7 separate regions of the Mus musculus genome follow, and all the other regions are linked to region 6. Evidence: chromatin contacts called from public Hi-C and targeted proximity ligation data. All regions are on one chromosome and are shown on one strand. The core of a region is the stretch at or near the end of the contact, and the rest is flanking DNA. Distances in the headings are between cores, read along the strand shown.

Region 1 (2,969 bases), core at 195-2,694, 490 kb after region 6:
AGACACTCTCAAAAAGGGGGTACAGAAGAAAGAGTACCCGTTATTCCTCAAATCTGCACATAGAGTTCATTAAGGCTGGATACTTTACTGGGCAGTTGGGCCACACACAGGTGTATGAGCTCAGCCTCAAAGGACCCTGGCTGTAACAGTGGGAAGTAGGTGTGTGACAGGAAGTGAACTAAGGAGCTGCAGGTACTCTGAGAGATGCCATAGGGAGTATGTGAGACTGGGAGTCATGGATGGAGAAGAATGTGCCGATGTTATGACTTGGTCAGGAAAGGGTTCGCTTGCGTCTTTTGACTGTAGTATTTCATTAATAATGACTTTACTAACTCAAGGGTATGCATTACATAACCTTTTTTGTAGTATCATTTGTTCATTCTCTCTCTCTCTCTCTCTTTTTTTTTTTTTTTTTTTGCTAAGCATCCCTATGAAAGAGTACACAAAATGCCATGCTTCATTAGTAGTTGACGGCCCCTGACGGGCTATGAAGCCTTGCATGGAGTGAGCACTACAGCTTAGCGCACGTTGCAGGGCTTAACTTACTGTACCTGGTGGAACACCTGGAGCATGCTGGAAGCACAAGACAGAATTTCCCAGTATTATTTATTGCTCCCTGTCTAGAAAGAATTTTGACTCTTTTGATGAAGTTCCCTGGAGCGTTTTTGTTTTGTTTTGTTTTGTTTTTTTGTCTGAGGATCAGTTAGACCAGTGGTTCTCAGCCTTCCTAATGCTGCGCCCCTTTAATACAGTTCCTCATGTTTGCTACTTCACAACTATGATCTTGCTAATGTTATGAATCGTAATGTAAATATCTGTGTTTTCCGAAGGTCTTAGGAGACCTCTGTGAAAGGGTCATTCCACTCCCAAAGGAGTTGTAACCCACAAGTTGAGAAGAACAGCTGAGTTAGAGGGTTAGAGTCACAGCTTTTGGCCTGCAGCCCCAGAGCCATGTAGGATACAGATCTCTTACCAAAGCCAAGGACTGATCAGTTATCAGGCTCTGTTCTTTCTCCTTCTCTTGAGAGTTACCCGGGTTGTCGCCTGGTACAGAAGAACACTTGAGACTAATAGATGGCATCTACTCTTGGAAATTAGCTGATTTGTTTATTACTATCTAAGAAATGAAAATTAGCTCAAAATGAAATACCAAATATATATGTGCTTTGAAAAGTTTAATTCCCCAAATACTGCTGCTATGGCTGTTAGTTTCTGTGTTTAATAATAAAAAGAGCCCTTATACCATGAAAGAGGCAAAGACACTTTACAAACTATAAACTCTTTCTGCTTCTGCTGACTCTTTCTGTTTCTGCTGTCACACTTTAGTGATTTGGTGAGGGCTGTGGTACTTAAAATAGAATTGCTGACAGCTGACATGGGTCGGAGTCCATCCCTTCAACTGACACAGCCGTTACAGCTATATGTCAGGGGACTTGGTTTAGCTGACTCATCCTGGCTGGATGAGTTTGGGATGCTGCCACTTGCTGTGGAGAGCATTCCTGATGGTTCTGCACTATTGTTGTTCTGTTTCATGTAAAATGAAAGGATTGTAGGATTGGGGGGAGAAAAATAGTCTTTTTCTTGAAGAGTAGGGACTTTGAAGGGTATGGGGGGAGAGCTCAGGAAATTACAAAAGGGGGTTAGAGTTGACTGTGTCTCAACTCTGAGCTTTGTAGGGGAGAGCTAACAGCCAGATGACTGGGGAGGAAGTATCCGCTCTGGTACTTGAGCTGACCGTGGAACTGCAGTGCTGACTTTTGAGTTCCTTTGGGAAAAACAGATGGAACAAGACACCTTGCAGTAGAATATTTGTGTGGTGGGCGTTTATAACGTACAGTGGTAACCAGGAGGATGAAGTATAAAGCAAGGTGTTCCAAATGAGTGCCCAGAATTAGTGATCTACACTAATTTGAATCTAAATAGAGAATTCTAGAATTGTAGGAAGGCTAAATGATGTTTTAAAATACACTTGAGTGCATGCACACACTCTCGAACACACACACACACACACACACACACACACACACACACACACATACACACACACACACACATAACAAAAAACTTGAAGCCCTTTTCTATTTGTTCTTCCATTTCCCTCCCTCCCTCCCTCCCTCCCTCCCTCCCTCCCTTCCTTCCTTCTTTTCTTTTCTTTTTTCAAGACAGGGTCTCTCCATGCAGCCCTGGCTGGCCTAGAACTCTATGTAGACCACGAGGCTCAAACTTGAGAGTTTTTGCCTGCCTCTTCTTCCCAAGTGCTGGGATTAAAGGCCTGTGCCAGTGTGCAAGGCCATTGTGTTTTCTTTTATTCTGTTATTAAAGATAGAACAAAAATGTACATTTACACTTTAATTTGGAAGTTTTTGTTAATTTTCATTGAACTCTTTAGTTAGTGATTTTTATATGCCTTATGTCTAAACAAGTGATCCATGTTGCACTTTTAATGTTTTTCTTAGTAGTTGGCTTGCACTTAATTCTATTAATCACCTTTCGTTTTCAGTAAATAAAATTTTAGTTTTTAATTTAGATCCAGTATTTTACTCTTTATTAATCGTAAATATAACTGAACTGATTTGGTAACATATATTTAATTAAGGTTAGTTTGATAACTTTTAATTCTTCGGACATCTGTTTAATATTTAAATATATTAACTAATTTGCTACTATTAAATTTACTCTTAACTACTTAAAGTTAATTTCTGTAGAAGTAACCTTTTCAAAACAATAACGGTTCATCACTCAGTAGAGTACTTTGGTGTAGGACAGTGATGCTCAAATTTGAACATTATGTTTGTTATATTTAAAAGTTGCATAAGGGGGCTGGAGAGATGGCTCAGTGGGTAAGAGCACTGACTGTTCTTCCGAAGGTCCTGAGTTCAAATCCCAGCAACCACATGGTGGTTCACAACCATCCGTAATGAGATCTGACGCCCTCTTCTGGTGTGTCTGAAGACAGCTACAGTGTACCA
Region 2 (3,071 bases), core at 346-2,845, 500 kb before region 6:
AAGGCAAGGTGATCATGGAATTGAAAGGAAGATAAGACCTTCCTTCATTCAACTGTTACTACAAAGCTATGGTGATACAGGCTAATAATCCTAGCACTCAGGAAGTAGAGGCAGGATGGGCAGGAGTTCACGGCCAGCCTCATTTGCATAGACTGAAGGCAGCCTAGCTGCACAAAACTGTTTAAACAAATCACAGACTATTACTACAAAGCCTTTTTACCAGGTAACCTAATCGGGACTGGATATAAGCTGGCTAAAGCAACAGAAAGAAGAAGAAACAACATAGAGTCTCGGATGCTAGGAAGCTTTCAGAACAGTGTAGCAGGCAACAGCAATACAACAAAAGAAAAGGAGATTCACATATTCTTAAACTGTAATTAATACTAATAGTCATAAAAGCTACCACTACAAGAAAATCTACTTAGGGCGGTGAGTGTGAGGTTGTCCTGTATAAAATCAGCCTAAAAATAATAGAACTGCATAAACAAACTTGAACGAAATCTGTATTAATGCATTCAACCTGGTTTTGCCCACTATCTTGACAAATACCAAGTAAAATTGCTAGTACAATCTGCCGAGGCAAATGCACAGTTAACGTGTTTTAGGAACCTGCTACCACAAACGTTTCTCCCTGGGCTTCTGCTGACGTCAGAAGGAGGACTTAACAGTTTGAAAATACCCTCAGGACATTTGCATCCTAACTTTTGGAGAGGATTCCTAAAAACTTAGTGTTCTTGACTCTTGTCTAGGCTGACCCAGCACACACTCCTCCTCATCTCAATCCTGCTCTCACCTAGTCTTTCCTTTCCCAGTATTTTCTATTCCAATCGATCATAAAGTTCTTTTTTTTTTTTTTTTAAAGTTCTTCTACTCGGGAACGTCCCTACCCAGTCCTAGTGGAATCTCCTTCAGGATGTGCTCTCTTAAATTTAATATGGGACACAGAACTCACCATACATACACAAGCTAGCAGTCAGTACTATCTGCTCACAACATTTTCTTTTTCAATCAACAACTGTTCAAAAGAACTGTGTTTTGATTTTTTTTTGGGGGGGGGGGCATACAAGAGCTTAAAGGCAGCTGCTTGGAAATCTCTGACTCGACTGAAGGGACCTAAGTCATTCTGGTCAGGAGTCTAAAGAAGCATTTCCGTTCAGTAAATCTCCCAAATCTACGAGGGGTCAGGAAAGAGGCAGGAAAATAAAAAACTGCAAAGAGAAGCGCTTGCTAAGCAAAGGCTGACCGCACTGGAGACCTGAGAGACCTGGCTCAGGTCACTGGCCTCGCGGTAACCTCTCTGTTAAGAAAGTGATAATACCGCCAAGTTCAAAGGAGCCGAAAGGATGGCCTGCGGGCCGGCGGTCGACAGGAACGCAGCGCGGGGTCTCTCAGGGAGCCAGCATGTGTTCCAGCGATTCCAGCCAGGGGAGACGGAGTCCTGCGGCGTGATCTGCTCACCAGCGCTCCTCCCGGGAGGTCTAGTCCTGCCCAGGGGCTAACGAGCCCCGGCTGTCCTCCCCTCCCTCCCCGGCCGAGGCCGGGACCACTCACTACCTGAGACAAACACAGCGCTCGCGTCGCCGCCGCAGACCACTTATCAACCAGGACACCGCTTCCGGGAGTTTGAATCCCGCGGCTGTAGGGCGGGTCACGTCACTGCCGGCTTGGCGAAGGGCGGGGTCTGCAATCAGAGGACGGGCGGGAGAGGGCGGGGTCTGCAATCTGAGGAAAGGCGGGAGAGGGCGGGGCCTGCAATCTGAGTGAAGGCTGGAATCTGAGGATGGAGGAGAGAGGGAGGGCCCAGGAGCCTGAGGGCGGGGCAAAGGCGGAGTCTAGAGCCAGAGGAGGGGCGGGGCAAGGTCTGGAACCCGACGGCAGGCGGGGCGAAGACCGGCTCTGGAATCAGAGGGAGGGGATCGAAACTAGCCGGGCAGACGGGTAGGGGCAGAGTGGGGAAGGTAAGGGCGAGCAAGACATAGAGCCTGACGGGAGCTACAATCCGTGCCGGCCGGGTCAGAGAAGGACCTTGTGAAGATAGAGGGTGTCTGTGGAAACGTGGTGTGAAATGAGGCGGGTGTGATGGTGTGGGTGTGGGTGTGGGTGTGCGGGAGTGTGGGCGTGGTGGAGGCGGAGCCAAGGACAGAGTCGGAGGACCAGTTCAATCTGGGCCTGCTTGCTTTTCTCTGTGTGTTCGGACCCTGCTGTTATCCATAGGACAAGCTCTGTGACCCTCGCCTGGGACTGACTGGTCTATGTTCTTTGGGAACCAATTTCTCTTTGTGAGGTAGAGCACAACCTCCTAGTCTTCCGGGCGGGCCACTCATTTACCCTGTCAAACTCAGGGGCGGAGCAATGGGGAACGAAGCTGTAGGGAGCTGATAAACTCCCAGTTTGAAAACCGAGATTGTGAGCCCCAGCAGCGATTCCAGATTGCTGCCCTACAGGCAGATGTGTCTTTATTGGTCTTTATCGGTCACATCAGGGTCTTGATTAGCGTCTTGAGAACTTGAAGCAAACAATTGCTTATGGCGTGTCGTTCTTAGACTTAGCCTAGGCATACCAGAAGTTTACAGCGAAAAAAATCAGTAGCAAAGCATCCTATGAAGGTAATGTATGTAGTACAAGGGTTAAAATCCTGAATGCCTCTTAATAGATGTGTGGCCTTGAGAACATTTCACTTCCTTGAGCCTCAGTTTCCTGATCTATACCAGGATGCAGATAACCATCTGGTAGTGTGGCTGCGAGGGCTAGAGTTTAACAAATGTAGTTAGGCACTGTTAAGTAAAAGACAACAAATCCATTTGTTACTGAATCTAGTGGATGAGAAACCATGTAAGGAATTTCAGTTTGTTTTATTTGTTTAAAGCAGGAAGATGGCAATCCAAGATACTGGAATTCTCTATTTACACAGTCCTCCCGCCTGAAGTATGAACGGAGAAACAGATGGAGAAAGGAATAGTCTTATTAACCACAAGGTGGCACACTAGAAGGCGGCAAGCAGGCTTTTGCGTTTCAATGTCCATCTTTCCCTTTTGCCCTGTTTTTCAGGGCATGTGGGTGTTTTTTGGGGT
Region 3 (3,236 bases), core at 513-3,012, 380 kb after region 6:
TTCTTCCAACAAATGCCAAAGATTTTGTCTCTCGAGGTTCGCTGCAGCCAAATGAAACAATCATCCGAGGCAAGAAGGCAGTTTGCTAATCAAGAGGGCTAAGTCGGCTTAAAAAATGGTTTCTAAGTGCTCCAGCTGGGGAAGGGGGAAAGAGGGTCGTGTACCAAGTCTTTTTAACCTTGCTGAAGGACGCAGCACTATTTATTGACGTATGCAAATAACTGGGGGAGGGTGGTGCTTGGGAAAAAACAGGAACCAGAATCAGTTTCTCATTGCAGGGTGAACGCTCTGAGTTCCGGTGAAGGGAAAAGAGACGTGGCGAAATTGCTGTCTTTCTGTCTTATAAGCACATCTCTCACTAACACAGAAAAGGGGCCGAGACGTCAGAAAGGGTGAAGACGCTCTCACAGTATTTTTAGAGACCTTGCTCGATCCCTCCAGCTCCCCCCACCCCCCTCCCAGCCCGACTTGTTCTTCTAAATGCGAGATTATGGATTTGCATTGCAATTGGCTAGTGGCGGTGGCACTGGATTTTCGCAAGTAAAACACCCGCCCGCTTCAGTGAGGGGCATTCATGATCACACTGACAATAACGCATCTCTCTTTCTTCCCGTTTCAGCTGCGCAAACCATGCAGGATGATTTACTGATGGACAAAAGCAAAACCCAGCCCCAGTCTCAGCAGCAGCAGCGGCAGCAGCAGCAGCAGCAGCAACAGCTCCAGCCCGAGCCCGGCGCAGCTGAAGCCCCGTCCACGCCCCTCTCCTCAGAGATCCCCAAGCCCGAAGACAGTAGCGCAGTGCCGGCCCTCAGCCCCGCCTCGGCTCCGCCAGCCCCCAACGGCCCCGACAAGATGCAGATGGAGTCGCCGCTCCTGCCGGGCTTGAGTTTCCATCAGCCCCCTCAGCAGCCGCCGCCGCCGCAGGAGCCCACGGCGCCCGGAGCGTCGCTGTCGCCGTCCTTCGGCAGCACCTGGTCCACAGGCACTACAAACGCGGTGGAGGACAGCTTCTTCCAGGGGATCACCCCAGTCAACGGGACCATGCTCTTCCAAAACTTCCCGCACCACGTCAACCCGGTCTTCGGAGGCACCTTCTCGCCGCAGATCGGCCTGGCGCAGACCCAGCACCATCAGCAGCCTCCACCGCCCGCGCCGCAGCCGCCGCAGCCCGCGCAGCCCCCGCAGGCGCAGCCCTCGCAGCAACGCCGCTCGCCCGCCAGCCCCAGCCAGGCGCCCTATGCGCAGAGGAGCGCCGCTGCCTACGGCCACCAGCCCATCATGACCAGCAAGCCGTCCTCATCCTCGGCGGTCGCGGCTGCTGCGGCCGCGGCCGCTGCCTCTTCGGCCTCGTCCAGCTGGAACACGCACCAGAGCGTGAACGCCGCCTGGAGTGCTCCGTCCAACCCGTGGGGTGGCCTGCAGGCGGGCCGAGACCCTCGCCGCGCGGTCGGCGTGGGCGTGGGTGTAGGTGTGGGGGTACCCTCCCCGCTTAACCCCATCTCGCCGCTCAAAAAGCCCTTCTCCAGCAATGTGATCGCTCCACCCAAGTTCCCTCGTGCAGCCCCGCTCACCTCCAAGTCCTGGATGGAGGATAACGCTTTCCGGACCGATAATGGTAACAATCTGTTGCCTTTTCAGGTAAAGTCCCTGTGCTCTTGCACACTCCTTCTTCTCGCATGTTTCTCCCCTCTTCCTAGTTATTTTAATTGGTCCACTCGCTGTTATTTAGAAGGCACAGCAAATTCCAGCACCCTCCAAATCCTCTGGTTCACCGGGTCCATTCCATCCAATCTGGGTGGGGGTGGGGGCGAAGTTGAGTGGACATTGTGACTGCTTGAGGGTAGGAAAGGGCTTTTTTCCCCCAGTTCATTTCCTCCTTCACTGTGCTTGTGCTTTTTATTTTGGCCTTCTTTGACAAATTAAGCCGCAAGTGTATAGTCAGGTGCGGGAGTAGTCCCAGGAGGAGTAGGCTGAGATTCCTATCATTTTAAGTAGCTACACATTTTCAGGTTACGCAATACTAGGCTCAAGGTGCGGACCAAAAGCCATTCACGCCCAAATCACCCTGGTTTGTTAACAGCCTTTGAGTGGTGCTATTTCAAATAGTTGCCTATGCCCAACTAAACTAATGTGAACCCATGTGTTTATGTCTAAGGTGCTGGAATCATTAATAATCAGCATATTGCCCTGGCAGGAAAATTACGAGTGTGAGAATCCAATGAATACCCGGAACTATAAGGGATCGAAGTGGAAAGAGTGGAAATTTTAGGGAGAACTAGTCCCATGTTACTTAAAAGAAGGTTTAAAAAAAATTTTTCCCCCAGAGGAGAGAGACAATAGGACACGACCTTCAGAGCCATATTGCAATGGAGTCTATTTGCTAACTAGCACTGAAATATTTAAAGCTGCAGTGTCCTTCACCAGTTGGGTTATTTAAGACAATGCAGATCAATTACACCATTTGAAACTGGGCAAAGTGAAAGTCTTGCAACTTTAATGAAAAATGAGTCTTGTCCCTCGGTATTAAATGCCAATGAAAAATCCAGGAAGTGCCCCGGACGAAAAGATTGAATGGACAAAGTGTCCTTGTTTCTGTTGCTTTTTCATGTGGTCTGTAGCCACAGCAGTAGACAGGATCCTGGGCCTTTGGATCAGAAAGGGGAACTGAGTGTGTGTGTTCATTGGGAACCTTTGCTGTCTAATAGGCACTTACCCTGGGCCTGTGAAGTGATTTGGCCATAAGCTTCCCTACAAGAGAAAGGCTGGGTGTGGTGGTTACAGCTTGTAGTTCACCACCAAGGCTGGACGATGAGATTGGGACTTCCAGCTCGGTCTGTGTTTCTTACAAGATCTTGTCTCAAAAAGGAAAGAAAAGGAATCCTTCGGCCCCCGCTGACAGACGCTAGCCTGGCAGTTTGACAGAGGTTGAAGGCTCTCAACCTGGCACAGATGGAGCCGTCAGTTTGCTGGTTTTTACCTTTCCGATGTTTGGGGGGTGGGTTGTATCATTTCGAAGGAAATGGGATTATTGAAAGGATGTCTCTGGGCTAGAGCCAGAATTTTTGTTTTGAACAGTTGAAGGAGACCCATGAAAGCTCTAAATTGTGTTTAGGAGAGTTTTGTTGTTTGGGTTTGGGTTTTTCTGGGTGGTGCTCAGGCTGGTACCTAGTTCCTGCTCATGTTGAACACACTCTTAGTCCTAAGTAGAGGCTGCAGTGAGCAAGGCTCTCACATGC
Region 4 (3,374 bases), core at 476-2,975, 360 kb before region 6:
TGGGCTGAGAGAAAACTAATACAAGAAGAAAACACAACCTAAAGTAACATGCAAAGCTGCAATTACAATCTGAATACCAGGGCTGGGAGCCCAGCTCAGAGGTAGAAAGCTTACCTAGCCTGAGAATCTGGGGTTTGGTTATTCGCTTATTAGTTTCTCTTTTAGATAGGTTTCATACAGTCTGAGCTGGCCTCGAACTCCTTATGTAGCTGAGGGTGGCTTCAAACCTCTGATCCTCCTGCCTTTACCTCCCAAGTATTGGGATTAAAAGTGCAGGCCACCATGATATTCTGGACAAGTACTTCACTCACTCAACTATATCCTCAACCCCTAGGAATCGGGGTTTGTTCTCCAGAACTGCAGAGAGGGAGAGGGAAAGGGAGAGGGGGGCAGTTCTCCATGTGACATCCGAAAAGGTGACTTGCTGGAAAAATACAGCGTCTAGCATGACACATGTTAACGTTACACATGAAGTGATACATGCTCACACCCAAGCACATGCAGCTAAAGATGCTTTCCTAGTTAACATATCTTAAAATCAAAACAAGAGAAGGTTCAAAAAAAAAAAAAAAGCCCAAGAGACAGAGAGATCTTGGGTCAAATATGGTGGTGAGTTTTTAGGGCTGGGTCAAGAAAAGTTTAAGAGTCGGGCAGTGGTGGCACATGCCTTTAATCCTAGCACTGGCAGGCGGATATCTGAGTTCGAGACCAGCCTGGTCTACAGAGTGAGTTCCAGGACAGCCAGGGATACACAGAGAAACCCTGTCTCGGAAACAACCAGAAAGGAAGGAAGGAAGGAAGGAAGGAAGGAAGGAAGGAAGGAAGGAAGGAAGGAAGAAAGAAGGAGGGAAGAGGAGAGGAGGGGAGGGGAGGGGAGGAGAGGAGAGGAGAAAGAAACATTGTAAGCCTGAGTTGAGAATCGGCTTCCCTGAGTGACAATCTTGAACTCTGTCTTCCCACCGACTTATCACTGGCAGAGAGGACAGGTGGGACCCAAGAGTCCAAAAGCTTCATTGTGGAACTAGGAATCGTTACTTTTCAAAGTTCCCATCTGATCCTAGCAGCCTGACCCCTTTGCCCATTGAAAAGTATCAATTCTTTTTTTTTTTTTTCCTTTTGTTTTGTTCTATTTTGCAATCTTGTTTTCAAGACCAGGTTTCTCTGCCTAGGTTTCTCTGGTTGTCCTCGAACTTACTTTGTAGACCCGTGTGGCCTCCAACTCAGAGATCCACCTGTCTGTCTCCCAAATGCTGTAATTAAAGGTGTGCGTACCACCGCGCCTGGCTGAAAATGAATTCTGAGTTTTAAACCAGAGGCAGGCGTATGTGACTGCAGCTTCCTTCCGCACACCGTTCATTCCATCAACAGACAGTTGATCTCATATCCACTCCGTGCCAGGCACAAGCAAAAGACAAGGTTCCCAACGATATCAGTTAAGATGCTTCGGATGAGAGGAGTGTTCTCAGCTAGGCATCTGGAAATAACAGCTTGCCTCTCCCTTGCCCGTCTCATTAATGAGATCACGGTGACTTTTGAGAATAATAAAAAAGGAAGCTGCAAGATTACTTGCTGGGTGCCTCTTTTTGTTTGCTTAAGTAAAATATGTGAAGGGAAATGCTAACATTTTGAGCTAACTTGCATTCGTTGAGCCTACCAGCCCCGATGACAGATGCTAATGAGTCATAGTTGTGAAGCCCACAATCATAGCCGGCAAGCTGCAGCTTACCCAAAATAGAAGCTACGTTGTTGATGATATTTTCCAGAAAATTTCACCTTAGCCCTGCTAACTACAGTCTAAAGGGTTTCCTGCTTTGGTTTTAAAGGAATTCTATTTTATTTGGCTCTAAGCTGAGTTGGATGCAACCGAGTGCCTCCCTTCCATAAATCACCCCCAGCTTGTGGATCACTGGACCCTGCCCAGAGAAAATGCATCACTTTTGCTCTTCCCTGCCCCACCCCCACCCCCTTAATCACTGAAGTTTTGCCCCGCTAGATCCCTTGTCAATCACAGCGAACTGAGTCTGTTTGCCTCTGCTTTACAGCTGGATTTCCGGCAGCGAAGAAAACAAACAGAAAACAGATGTCCACTACAGGTCCTTGGATGGTGAAGGCAATTTTAACTGGAGATTTGTTTTCCCATTTGACTACCTCCCTGCTGAGCAGCTCTGTATAGTCGCTAAAAAAGTAAGCCTTGAAAGATGTGGGCGGGGTGTGGACGTTTCAGGTCTGCTAGACTCAGAAAGTCAGAGGAGGTCAGGGCTGCTCGGGACCTGGGAGGTCACTGACTCGAGCTCCCTCTCGGTACAGACAGGGAATCTGAGACCCACAGAGGGGTAAAGCCTTGCCCGTGGTCACATAGCTATGACAGGTATTTGTTTGCGTATTTAGGGCTATGAGGACTGCAGCTTCCTTTCTGCTAGGCTCTTGGTGGCAAGACAAGAGACATTATAGAACAAAGGCCTTTTTTTTTTTCAGCCACTGTACACATGTGTTCTTTACGGAATGAATAGATGGCTATTCTCTGTCTTAGGCCAAACACAGGCCAAATATTAGAGGTGAAGTGTCCCTTTTTGCCTCTCTTGTTAAGCCTTGGCATCTGTGTTCCCTCACTCAGAAACACTTCTAGGAGAACTGAGGGCCCCAGTGGATTTAATTAGAAAGACGTTCCGTTACAGAACTTAGACCAGAAATGTGATTTATTGGTTGCCAGGCCTAGCAAGTCCAAGGTTGGCTCATTTTAAGAATGTCTGGAGGCCATGCAGAAGCAATGTCTTTGGAAGCTAGCTCCACATTCTCCTCCCACTGCTCTCTGTCCTCCATGGACCTCCCTTCTAGGCAGGCTCTTCCCTAGGGGAGGAAACACGGTAGCCATCACTCCACACGGTCACCTATATTCCTTCAGCACAGATAGAAGAAGAGAGCCAGGAGGGCATCCACCAGCATTCTAGAACTGGGCCTCAGGGTCTCCACCTCCACCTATCTAGAGACTTGTGGCTCTCCCTGAACCAAGCGCTGCTGCCCAGGATGCCTTACTCGGGCCAGGCACTGGCGCTAGAGATGGAGTCTGTCTTTGTCTACACCATCCCACCCCAGCCCCAGCCCTGCCCAGACTGTACCAACTGGGGAAGGAAAAGTTCTCCAAGAAAAGCCTGGGGTCTGCAATCTAGGTAGACAATCCTATGATCCCAATAGATGTCTTGTTCGATCCTGCCTTTCCTACCCCATCAGTCTATTCCATCCACTCACACCGTCTCCTTACACCCTACAAAATGCACCCACCCCAAGTCCCAATTGCCCTCTGATATCCGACCTTTCTGTGGCTGCTGTAGTAAGCACTTTGCCTGTGAAGGGTGGAATGGAGTCTACCGGGGTGG
Region 5 (3,028 bases), core at 328-2,827, 390 kb before region 6:
CTGTAGAACAAAACTTCAAAATGTTTTTTTTTTAGGACATTTTCAAATAGTATCCACCAGGGGACACTGTCTCACTATAGATCCAATCAGAATTCTTAGAAAAATCTTCACTGATGTTTGTATCCCAGTTGGATACAAGATTTATCAGTGGGGCAAAAGAAAACTTTTAGTCCTGTTGCAAGCTGTAAATTCTGAGAACAACTAAACCTTTCCTAGTTACTGCTATATTCTTGAAACCCAGCAAATACAACAAATACAAATACAAATACAAATACAAATACAAATACAAAACTTTCTGTATAGATAACAGTAGAAACAAAAGCATAAAATAAACTTATATTTGTCAGTTTATCAAAAACATAGAAACAAAAATATAAAAATAACCGGTATTTACCAATGAAATGGATAATAGGCTCTGTTCTAGGCAGTTCACATGTTCATGTCATCCCATTTTCTACTCAATAGGAAAACAGAAATTACTTTTGTGGCAAAGAGGGAGGAACGGAGGCTTAGAAAGGTTAAACCTTTTTCTTTCAAGGTCACGGGGGCACAGCAGGCCAGATGTGTCTGGTTGCGAAGCTTGTATTCTAGATGATGTATGTGAAAGACTGTGTGCCCAATGAACCTTGCTGAGGATAAGTGCACTCCAGAGAAGCAATCCTTTGCACATGTCAGGGCCTTCGGTTAGGCACTTCTCACCATGATACTGTCCTCTGTGGTGCCCCGCTTTCAGAACTCCTTGTCTTCAAAGGGGTGGTGAAAACATATGACCACTATGTCCAGATGAAAAGTCTTTGGTTGAAACGCACTGTCATAGGAGCTCGACTTCTCCGAGACTCTACTGTTAATATCTTTTTCTGTGCATAGATCCATACGCCCATGTCTCCTTCCTCCATCGAAGCAAAACCACTGAGATCATCCACTCCACCCTGAATCCCACCTGGGACCAAACCATTATATTCGATGAGGTTGAAATCTTTGGGGAACCCCAAACAGTTCTACAGAACCCACCCAACGTTACCATAGAACTTTTTGACAATGACCAAGTGGTAGGTAACAGGACAGTTTATGATGACTTGGGGGCATGACAGTCGTCTGCAGGGCTATTTGACCAGGAGTTTCAGTGTGGGTTTCCTTCTCTAGGGCAAAGATGAATTTTTAGGTCGAAGCATTTGCTCTCCCTTGGTGAAACTGAACTCAGAAACGGACATCACACCTAAGCTTCTCTGGCATCCTGTTATGAATGGAGACAAGGCCTGTGGGGATGTCCTCGTAACAGCAGAGTTGATTCTGAGGAACAAGGTATCGCTTTGTTCTTGCTCATGGATTCCACGAGCTGCTTAGAGCACCTCAGTCATTCCAGGTACTCTCTGCTTTAATGAAAGGGAAGTGTTGACAGCCTGCGTTTGTTCCACAGGATGGCTCCAACCTTCCCATCCTCCCCTCTCAAAGAGCACCAAACTTATACATGGTCCCTCAGGGGATCAGGCCTGTGGTTCAGCTCACTGCCATTGAGGTATGTATTCTCTCTGAGTTTTACTTGACCAAGCCAAAGGGTGTGTCAAGGACCATTAGTGTAGGGCATGCATTGTGCTGCATGCTTTCTTGCTGTCTCTAACTTCCTATAAAATCGGCTCACACCCTCCCCCAATGGAAATAAATAGTCATAGAAAGTAGACATCTTAACAAAGCAATAAGAAGCAGATCTCAGGGATTTCTTTCTTTTGGGGGGAATTCACCAGAGAAAGAGAAGATAACCCAAGAGAAAGTGCCATGTGAACAAGGAGAAGGTCTGCAAAGGAGGCAGGAGGTCGGGGGTGGGGGTGGGGGTGGGGGAAGCAGCCCACAGTGGCGACCAGGGAGATAATTAGGGCAGACCCAGGCTGGTGGAGATAACCTCTTAGCTAGATAGACGGGGTCCTGATAAGGGAAGCATTGTTAGCGCCTCTGTTTTGCTGTGCGTTCGAAAACAGACACAGGGAGCTTCAAACAGCTGCTACCAGTTTGGAATGCTTGCAGGTCATTTACCATGCAAGAGGTTTAGACTTGATCTTCCAGATTGCCCCCACTCCCCACCCCCAGTGGATCACATGAGTCCTGTTTGCAGGTGAGATCTAGAGATGCTGACTGACTCGGCAGCACTTACAGCAGTTCTGACAAAAGGGAAGGGCCAAAACCACTTTCTCTGCATTTCCACAGGCACCTGAAGAGAATATGCACTGGTATTTTAGACGAATGTGCATCGCTCCATCTTAAAGACTGTACTGTGTTCTGTGATTGAGATTGGATTTTTCCATATATGTGTGTGCACGTGTGTATGTGTGTGTGTGCGTGCATGTGACTCTCTGTGTGTATGTGTGTGCTCACATATGTGTGTGAGTGCATCTGTGTGTGTGTAATATGTCAGGTTTACTTCCCTTCTCTTTAACTTGTTTCCCCAGATCCTAGCTTGGGGCTTAAGAAATATGAAAAACTACCAGATGGCTTCTGTCACATCACCCAGCCTGGTGGTGGAATGCGGAGGAGAGAGAGTAGAATCGGTGGTGATCAAAAGCCTTAAGAAGACACCCAACTTCCCAAGTTCTGTTCTCTTCATGAAAGTGGTACAGTATCTAGACTCTGCACGAGCCCACGCAAGTGGGAAAACCCAGCCTTATAGTAAATGTGCCGGAGACTTCTCCCTCCTTAGGTCATCTGTAGTTAGTTACTGAAAGCTCCAAATGGCCCCTCTATGAGCAGAGCTTGTTTCTCCAGAAAGTGTTTGGTCTCTGTTATAGGCTCTTAGTGAACCCCTCAAGGCCAGATTGTTAACTAGTGCGAATGCACGTGGACCAGAACTTTCCACTAGGATCTGGATGTCTAGGAAGGAACAGCTGTGGAGGACTTCCGTGTGGGTGATGTGGCATGGCCCTAATAGTCTGTGTCTGAGTCCATACTATGGAACCTTCTTTGATCCTTTGAAGTTTATTGTCAGAATTGTGAGGTGTCAGATGGGACTCACACACCTCCACCTGTTATAACTAGAGCT
Region 6 (3,183 bases), core at 645-3,144:
GCCAGCCTCATCTACATGGTGTGTTCCAGGACAGCCAAGGCAATATAGTGAAATAGTCTCAAAATACGTTAAACTGCTGACCTCTATTATAAGCCACTCCTACTGGGTGATGGCCAGTCCTGATGTGTATCATTCCTAGGGTCCAACAAAGGGACTTGATTTCCAGCCTCCTGAAAACCAGGGGTAACATACCAATGAGGATTCATTTTCTAGTCCACACTGGCTGGGTAGCTACCAAAGACAAAAGTGCATTTCCTGACCCCTGGCAAATGAACTGCTTCATGAACACATTAAGGAATGGCTGTCCTATGAGACTGGAGAGGTCCTTCAGTGGAATCTAGATGTCACAAAGTTTTCTTTGAGTCTGACTCCTATTTTAAACTACTGTATATGTAAAATTCATGTAAGAAAATTAACAATAAGGAGCTGGGCATTGGTGATGCACACCTTTAATCCCAGCACATGGGAGGCAGAGGCAGGTAAACCTCTGAATTTGAGGACAGCCTGGTCTACAAAGTGAGTTCCAGAATAGCCAGGGCTACACAGAGAAACCCTGTCTAGCAAACAAAAACAAAGGAAAGAAAAAGAAAATTAAAAGATACTAATGAGGCCTTTGCATATCATAGCAGGAACTTTCTGTAATAAAAAAACATAACCTGCCTATTAAGTGCTTGGAGGTAGAGAATAAATGGGCAAGATCTCTCATGTTCTAAACAACTTCCCACCCCCACCCCCACCCCAACCCCACCCCGTTCTACAAATACAAAAACAAGGCCAAGGGGGTTAAATGATTTTTTCAGTCATCAGTGACAGGTTTATGAGAAAGAAACAAGAAACACACCACATGATCTGGCTCCCTGGGGCAAAGTGAATTTACAAGTTGAACTGACTTCATTTTATCTACATTTACAGTGAGAAAACAGAATTCCATTTCCAGGAAGTGTGTCCTGAAGAAAGACTACTGACAAAGCACAATCCGTCTCAAATTCCCTTAATGAACCACAAGTTCATTCATCCTAATTGCAAAAGATGAAATTGTAATCCTTGAAGTGTCTAACCTAGTGTTAATGGCTAATAGCTCTGTACCAGTACCAGTCTATGGGGGCAGAAAGTATTCCGTCCGGTATGGACTATTCATTAACTGGTACTATTCCTAAAGAGAGTGGGTTTGGATCCATTTAAAATACGCTGAAATTTTAATACAAAATCAACATAACGTTTGTCAATAAGTAAAAGCTTCCTGTCCCAAGAGCATCGTCACCCCTGCGTGAACTCGAGCTGTCAGCCCACGCTCGCGTCTCGCCCGGGGAGAAGGGTGCTGCAGCGTGGGAGAAAGGTGCTGGCGTCTCCCGCTCAATTTCAATTCTCCCACGCCCAGAGCAGTCAGTGCGCTGGGGTTTCCATCAGCGCGCAACTTGGCACCGGGATCAGTCACGCCGGCCACCTGCAGGTGACCTTCGTCCCCAGCACAGAGCAGACAGCCTCCGCCTAGGGGTCAGGGCCTTGGGGCATCAAGGCCCTAGGCTGGGGCGGCTCTCCGGGTCAGAGACACCCTGGCAGCCACACCCACAGGCGGCGCGGTGACAGGTGCCCGGGCCCTCCGGGTCCCGCAGCCCACGAGCGCCCGCCCCCGCGCGCACCACCTGTCGGGCCGACGCGCGCGCACCCGGCAGCGGACGCCCCGCCCGGCTCCTAAGGAGTCCCTGGTCAGGGCAGCCCGAAAGCCGGGGCATGTGAGAACTTTACCGGAGGGTGGGCCCTACGCAGGCGGTGTCGGTGCTTTCGATCTCCTGCAAGATCCGCTCGTGCTCCGGGACCGTGCCCAGAGCCTCGCAGCTCTCCGCCATCTTGGCTGGAAGCGGAGGCGCCGGCCGGGCGCGGCGGCGCGCGGACCACAGGAGCGAGCGGCAGGTGGCGCAAGCGCGGCGCGGCGCTGCGGGGCGGGGAGGGGCGGGGCCTGGAGGGGTGGGGCGCAGTGGGTGGGGCCCGCCCGGGTGGAGCCCGCCCCTGGGGAGGTAAGGATGACCTGGAGAGGGTGGGGATCGGGGCGGGGGGGGGGGGTGGCCGGGAGGGGAGGGGAACCACCACCTCCATCTTTCCTCGCGACCTGCCCTTAGTTATCTAGAGATGTTTTAGTGCAGTGTGTGCTGTTGTGCACTGCAGGTACCCTAGCAATAACGGAGGTGACCCTCGGTCACACGCCCTCAGTAATAGTGATAGAAGCTACTGAGCACCTGATGGGCTTTAAATAGTGGGGAGTCAGAGAAAAGCAAATGCTTTCCCGAAAATCAAAACTGAGTGTGTCGTTGAGATTTATTTTAAGAACAAACAAAAATTCTATACCTCGACTGCTCTGAAAAAATCGTGTCCCCTGCCGGATGCAAGTTCACCGAGGTTAGTCATATTGGACATAAACTATCAAAATGAGGGAAAATGAGAACAAGACTAAGGCGCTTGCTGGCAACGTAGAAAAGAGGCCCAGGGCAATGTTGGATTTCATGCTGAAGCTCTTGAATCCAAGCGCTCCCAGGGAGTGGTAGCTGGGCTGGGGTGGGAATAGACTTCTAGGGGGAAAGAATGAGCAATAAAGTGGTAGAAGGAAATGGCAGGTGGCTTGAGCAAAGGGACACATGTAGAAAAAGAGGCTTGCTTAACAACCTGTATCTAGGACACCGTGTAAACCAGCTTGTCATGATCAAAGCACTGATGGAAGATTAGTCAGAAAAGAGTTCAAACCTAGCCAGAGGGACAACTAATTTTCTGCTCTCCCTAAGTTCAGGAGCTCTGAGCTTCCCTGTGAGTCAGGCAGGCTTTGCACGAGCCAGCTGTCAGACTCACTCTCTTCCCTGGGCCTCTACTACCAGCTTTTTCCCTCTTCTTCCTCCTTTTCCTCCTTCTCCTTTTCTCCCTCTTCCTCCTCCTCTTCCTCCCCATAAGAAATCCTGGGAGATGATATTGAGAAACAATTAAGAACATGTCCTCTGAAGACAACTGTCCCAAACCCCACTCAGTCATGTGACACTAGGCAAAACTTAATACTTTTCTATCTCAGTGTCCCCAGCCGCAGCTGCTAATAACTGTGGTATCTACCTTGTACTACATCCTATATTATATTAACTTCCATTATTTCTGTAACAAATGCCAGAGCATAAAATGACTCAAGTGTAATCTGTTAGAATGCTC
Region 7 (3,243 bases), core at 656-3,155, 410 kb before region 6:
TAGCACTTCATCTGCTGGGAATCCACATACAGATACAGGCACATGAAGTTGTACTGAACCTTATGTCTATTCCTACTTTTCAGAAGTACCAGCGAAGGCGGAAGTATAGCCTGTCCGCCGTGTTCCATTCAGCCACCATGTTGCAAGATGTTGGTGAGGCCATTCAGTTTGAAGTCAGCATTGGGAACTATGGCAACAAGTTTGATGCAACCTGTAAACCTTTGGCATCAACCACTCAATACAGCCGTGCAGTATTTGACGGTAAGACTGGTGTGAAGTTCTCTCTTATTCATGCGTACAGAGGGCACACCCCAGGACAAGAAGCATATACTGTATTTTCGCTCCGAGGGCCATTATCCTCAGCATCTCATTAGTCAATTTAAGAAAGAGCATTGGATTTTAGGTACCCATAATAGTTGCTAAATCTGTGGAACAGTGTCCCAGGCTGGACACAAGAGCTCATAAAATCCCAAGATGATGACCCCACTAAATACCACACTCCCTAAAGCAGCTGCACCCCAACCAACTGCAAATCCCCCTTAGATTCGGTGGTTGACAATGGTGGCACTCTGGCTCAGACACTGGAAAAGCCAGGCTGATTCTCACCAGTGCTCACCCAGTCCTGTCACCCAGCTCTCTTTTAAAAGATTTTGTTTCTCTTTTTAATTGTATGTTTGTGTATATGGCCCGGTACACATAAACAGCCCAACAGGACTGCTATATTTTTATCTAAATTTTTTTGTATGAGCAAATTTAAGACATAAAATGCCCCAGAAAATGTGAGGCATTTAGTCTTAATTACAGAAAGCCTCCGAGTCATGCCAACCCCATGTGGGCAGCCGAGGTTTGCGAAGAACAGGGTGTGGGGCGGGACTGCTCTTCTTTCAGCAAAAGCAATCATTTAAAAGCACAGTTCCACAGAGAAACAGTGAGTCTAACCTCCAGTGCTCTGCATTCTACCATGCCATATGATGTAACCATCATGGGTGCTCAGCTGTGTGATCCTGAACCACAAATTGTTCCTAAGATGGTTGTCCTCCCTGTGCTGGTGTTTTAGAAAGGTTCACAAAATAAAAGAATAAAGCATCTATTCTCTGTTGCTTGCCTGATTAAAATTGATGAGTCAGAATAGCGCCCGGGTGTGGCTCAGCAGTAGAGAACTGTCCTAGCTTGTATGAGGCTCTGGGTTTAATCTCCAGCTCCCCAAACAGCAAACAAACCTTAGCCAAGACCATTCCCCGGGCCTGTGGATTAATGGGTAGCTCTGTTCACACATCTATGTAACAAATATGCTGTCCTTTTCAAGTGTCCCTGTTCACTGACTCCTGACACTCCTTACCAGGGAACTACTATTACTACTTACCTTGGGCCCACACGAAGCCCGTGGTCACCCTGACTTCCTACTGGGAGGATATTAGTCACCGCCTGGATGCAGTGAACACTCTCCTAGTCATGGCAGAACGGCTGGTGAGTTATCTGTCCAGCATTTCCTTTTCGCAGACAGTAAGGTAAGCACGGGGTAGGTAATATACAAGCTTGGCAACTGTAGCACAAGATCTTAAACACACAATGGTCAACAATAGAGCAATTCAGTAACAACTGAGGAAATGGTCCAGAACTTGTAGAAGTTCACCGGTACTGGTGCCCACTCTTTCCCCATGGCTGTCCTAACCTTTACTAAGGAACTAAGGAGTTACCTCAGTCCATCCCTTAGAGACAACTCACTAGGACATCCACCCTCCAGCCTAAAGGGAGGAAAACACATGAGAAGGTGACAAGAGCCCCTCATTAGGGAAAATTAGGACGTCATACCCAGATTTCTGCTCACTTTCCATTCACCAGAATTCCAGTCCTACAGCCACACCCACCACGAGGAAGTCTAGTCTTACGTTTGTGTGAGCACATGCCAGGAGAAAGGCTTTCTTACTGAGAAAGACGGGAGGATGTAGAAGGCTGGGCAGAGGATTTGCATATAAAGGATGCTTTGTTCCAGTAGCCGGGTGCAACTTGTACAACTTTGCTCTTATTACAGAGATAGTCTCTGCTATGGGAAGAACCAGGGCTGCCAGTCTCTGCTCTTGCTTCAGACTCGGGGAACTCCTCTGAAGCCTGGAGGAGGTTGGGGTGGGGGTCCCTCTGGTTGGGGTGGGGGTCCCTTTGGTAGACCTGCATAAGAGCAGGCATGTGATTGATCGTCTTCTTGACATTGGTAGGCTACAACAGTGAGGAGAAAGGTGCCACATTTGGGACATTTCTACTTAATTTAAGATACTAAGTTACTTCTATAAAAATCCATTCAGCATTAATGTTAATTTAGAGTGTGGGGGAAAAAGGTGTTTGAACATAATCAATCCATCTCATATGTATGGAAATATCACATTAATCTCATTAATATGTGATTAAAATACATTAATAAAATAATTTCAGTTTATATTAATATCATTTTTATAAATGATAGACCAAGATATATAAGAAAATATCTGATGAAAAACTCCATAACAAAAAAATTATTGCTTTTTTATATACAGGCAGCTTTATATCAAAGATATATATATTTCTACCACTTTTCTTTTTCACCAAAATGGTGCATGTGAATGTCCTGGCTGATGCCCTCAAGAATAGCAACAAGGCACGTGCCAGGTCTTTATTAGGTTCCAAAGTCACAGTCTGGCTTCTGTCTGTGGTGAGGGGCATGGTTGCATTGGGGAATTTGAAATCATTGATGACTACAGATCTGGGCAGATCGTCCTGAACCTCACAGGCAGCGAGTGATCATGAGTGTGGGGTGATCAGCCCCAGATTGAACATGCAGCTCAAACCCATCACTTGGTTTCATCGTGCTGACAGCCCCAGGGAGTGCCGCAGACCATGACGAGGCAAACATACTTACAAATAAAAGGCCTCCAGGTGTCGGGGGTGGGAGCACCAATATAGAAGGATAATTGAACTTCAGTGTAATTTCCCATTTCGTAAAGGTGAAATGGAGGGGAATAGATAGACAGTTCTGTGACTAAGAACATTTGCTTCTCTTCCAGAGGACCTGGGTTCTCTTCCTGGAACTCACATGGCAGCTCAAAATCACCTATAGCTCCCATTCCAAGGGATCTGTTGCTCTTTTTTTGGCTTCCAAAAGCACCAGGCATATGTGTGGTGCACAGACATACATGTTGGCAAAACACTCGTGCATATAGAATTAAAAAATGAAAAAAATTAAATTAAAATTTATAGGTTTTAATTTATAAA

Evidence for each region. Hi-C and Micro-C count contacts between places; a contact is called where the count stands out from the background.
Region 1: a Hi-C map of pro-B cells shows a contact between it and region 6, with 5 times the contacts expected there. A contact is called at or near these places in 6 of 484 Hi-C or Micro-C datasets (the HPC-7 cell line, the N1E-115 cell line, embryonic stem cells and 2 more) and 5 of 130 datasets of targeted methods (embryonic stem cells, large pre-B cells, pro-B cells and 1 more).
Region 2: a targeted proximity ligation map of embryonic stem cells shows a contact between it and region 6, with 16 read pairs. A contact is called at or near these places in 16 of 39 promoter capture datasets (the 3T3-L1 cell line, 3T3-L1-derived adipocytes, the C10 cell line and 11 more), 31 of 484 Hi-C or Micro-C datasets (the 63-12 cell line, B cells, the C2C12 cell line and 24 more), 24 of 130 datasets of targeted methods (the 230-238 cell line, the NIH/3T3 cell line, astrocytes and 14 more) and 2 of 9 other capture datasets (liver and macrophages).
Region 3: a targeted proximity ligation map of microglia shows a contact between it and region 6, with 9 times the contacts expected there. A contact is called at or near these places in 2 of 130 datasets of targeted methods (microglia and pancreatic cancer cells).
Region 4: a targeted proximity ligation map of embryonic limb bud shows a contact between it and region 6, with 3 times the contacts expected there. A contact is called at or near these places in 1 of 39 promoter capture datasets (hippocampal neurons), 13 of 484 Hi-C or Micro-C datasets (B cells, the C10 cell line, the C2C12 cell line and 10 more), 15 of 130 datasets of targeted methods (the NIH/3T3 cell line, bone marrow-derived macrophages, craniofacial prominence and 11 more) and 1 of 9 other capture datasets (embryonic stem cells).
Region 5: a contact with region 6 is called in a targeted proximity ligation map of trophoblast stem cells, with 8 times the contacts expected there. A contact is called at or near these places in 5 of 39 promoter capture datasets (the 3T3-L1 cell line, the C10 cell line, the HPC-7 cell line and 2 more), 77 of 484 Hi-C or Micro-C datasets (the 3T3-L1 cell line, 3T3-L1-derived adipocytes, B cells and 46 more), 31 of 130 datasets of targeted methods (the 230-238 cell line, the HPC-7 cell line, the NIH/3T3 cell line and 20 more) and 1 of 9 other capture datasets (embryonic stem cells).
Region 7: a targeted proximity ligation map of pancreatic cancer cells shows a contact between it and region 6. A contact is called at or near these places in 1 of 484 Hi-C or Micro-C datasets (granulocyte-monocyte progenitors), 13 of 130 datasets of targeted methods (T-cell acute lymphoblastic leukemia, acute myeloid leukemia, bone marrow-derived macrophages and 9 more) and 1 of 9 other capture datasets (embryonic stem cells).

Annotation. Positions count from the first base shown.
Region 1 is chr19:37,058,251-37,061,219 of GRCm38.p6, reverse strand. The region is part of intron 8 of Cpeb3 (cytoplasmic polyadenylation element binding protein 3); the gene reads left to right. Among named protein-coding and RNA genes, the nearest start is that of A330032B11Rik, 110 kb to the left of the region's middle.
Region 2 is chr19:38,053,565-38,056,635 of GRCm38.p6, reverse strand. Cep55 (centrosomal protein 55) reads right to left here and starts at 1,595. Exons shown (of 10, transcript NM_001164362.2): 1 at 1,319-1,595.
Region 3 is chr19:37,172,369-37,175,604 of GRCm38.p6, reverse strand. It overlaps A330032B11Rik (RIKEN cDNA A330032B11 gene), which reads right to left and starts at 1,762. Exons shown (of 3, transcript NR_045329.1): 1 at 1,572-1,762. It overlaps Cpeb3 (cytoplasmic polyadenylation element binding protein 3), which reads left to right. Exons shown (of 11, transcript NM_001290827.1): 2 at 620-1,638. The coding sequence starts at 631.
Region 4 is chr19:37,906,397-37,909,770 of GRCm38.p6, reverse strand. Myof (myoferlin) reads left to right here. Exons shown (of 54, transcript NM_001302140.1): 49 at 2,043-2,184. Among named protein-coding and RNA genes, the nearest start is that of Gm52397, 78 kb to the left of the region's middle.
Region 5 is chr19:37,934,335-37,937,362 of GRCm38.p6, reverse strand. It overlaps Myof (myoferlin), which reads left to right. Exons shown (of 54, transcript NM_001302140.1): 33 at 868-1,049; 34 at 1,144-1,302; 35 at 1,418-1,516; 36 at 2,442-2,603. Among named protein-coding and RNA genes, the nearest start is that of Gm52397, 50 kb to the left of the region's middle.
Region 6 is chr19:37,549,129-37,552,311 of GRCm38.p6, reverse strand. It overlaps Exoc6 (exocyst complex component 6), which reads right to left and starts at 1,894. Exons shown (of 22, transcript NM_175353.2): 1 at 1,747-1,894. The coding sequence starts at 1,847.
Region 7 is chr19:37,957,938-37,961,180 of GRCm38.p6, reverse strand. It overlaps Myof (myoferlin), which reads left to right. Exons shown (of 54, transcript NM_001302140.1): 20 at 84-261; 21 at 1,343-1,467. Among named protein-coding and RNA genes, the nearest start is that of Gm52397, 27 kb to the left of the region's middle.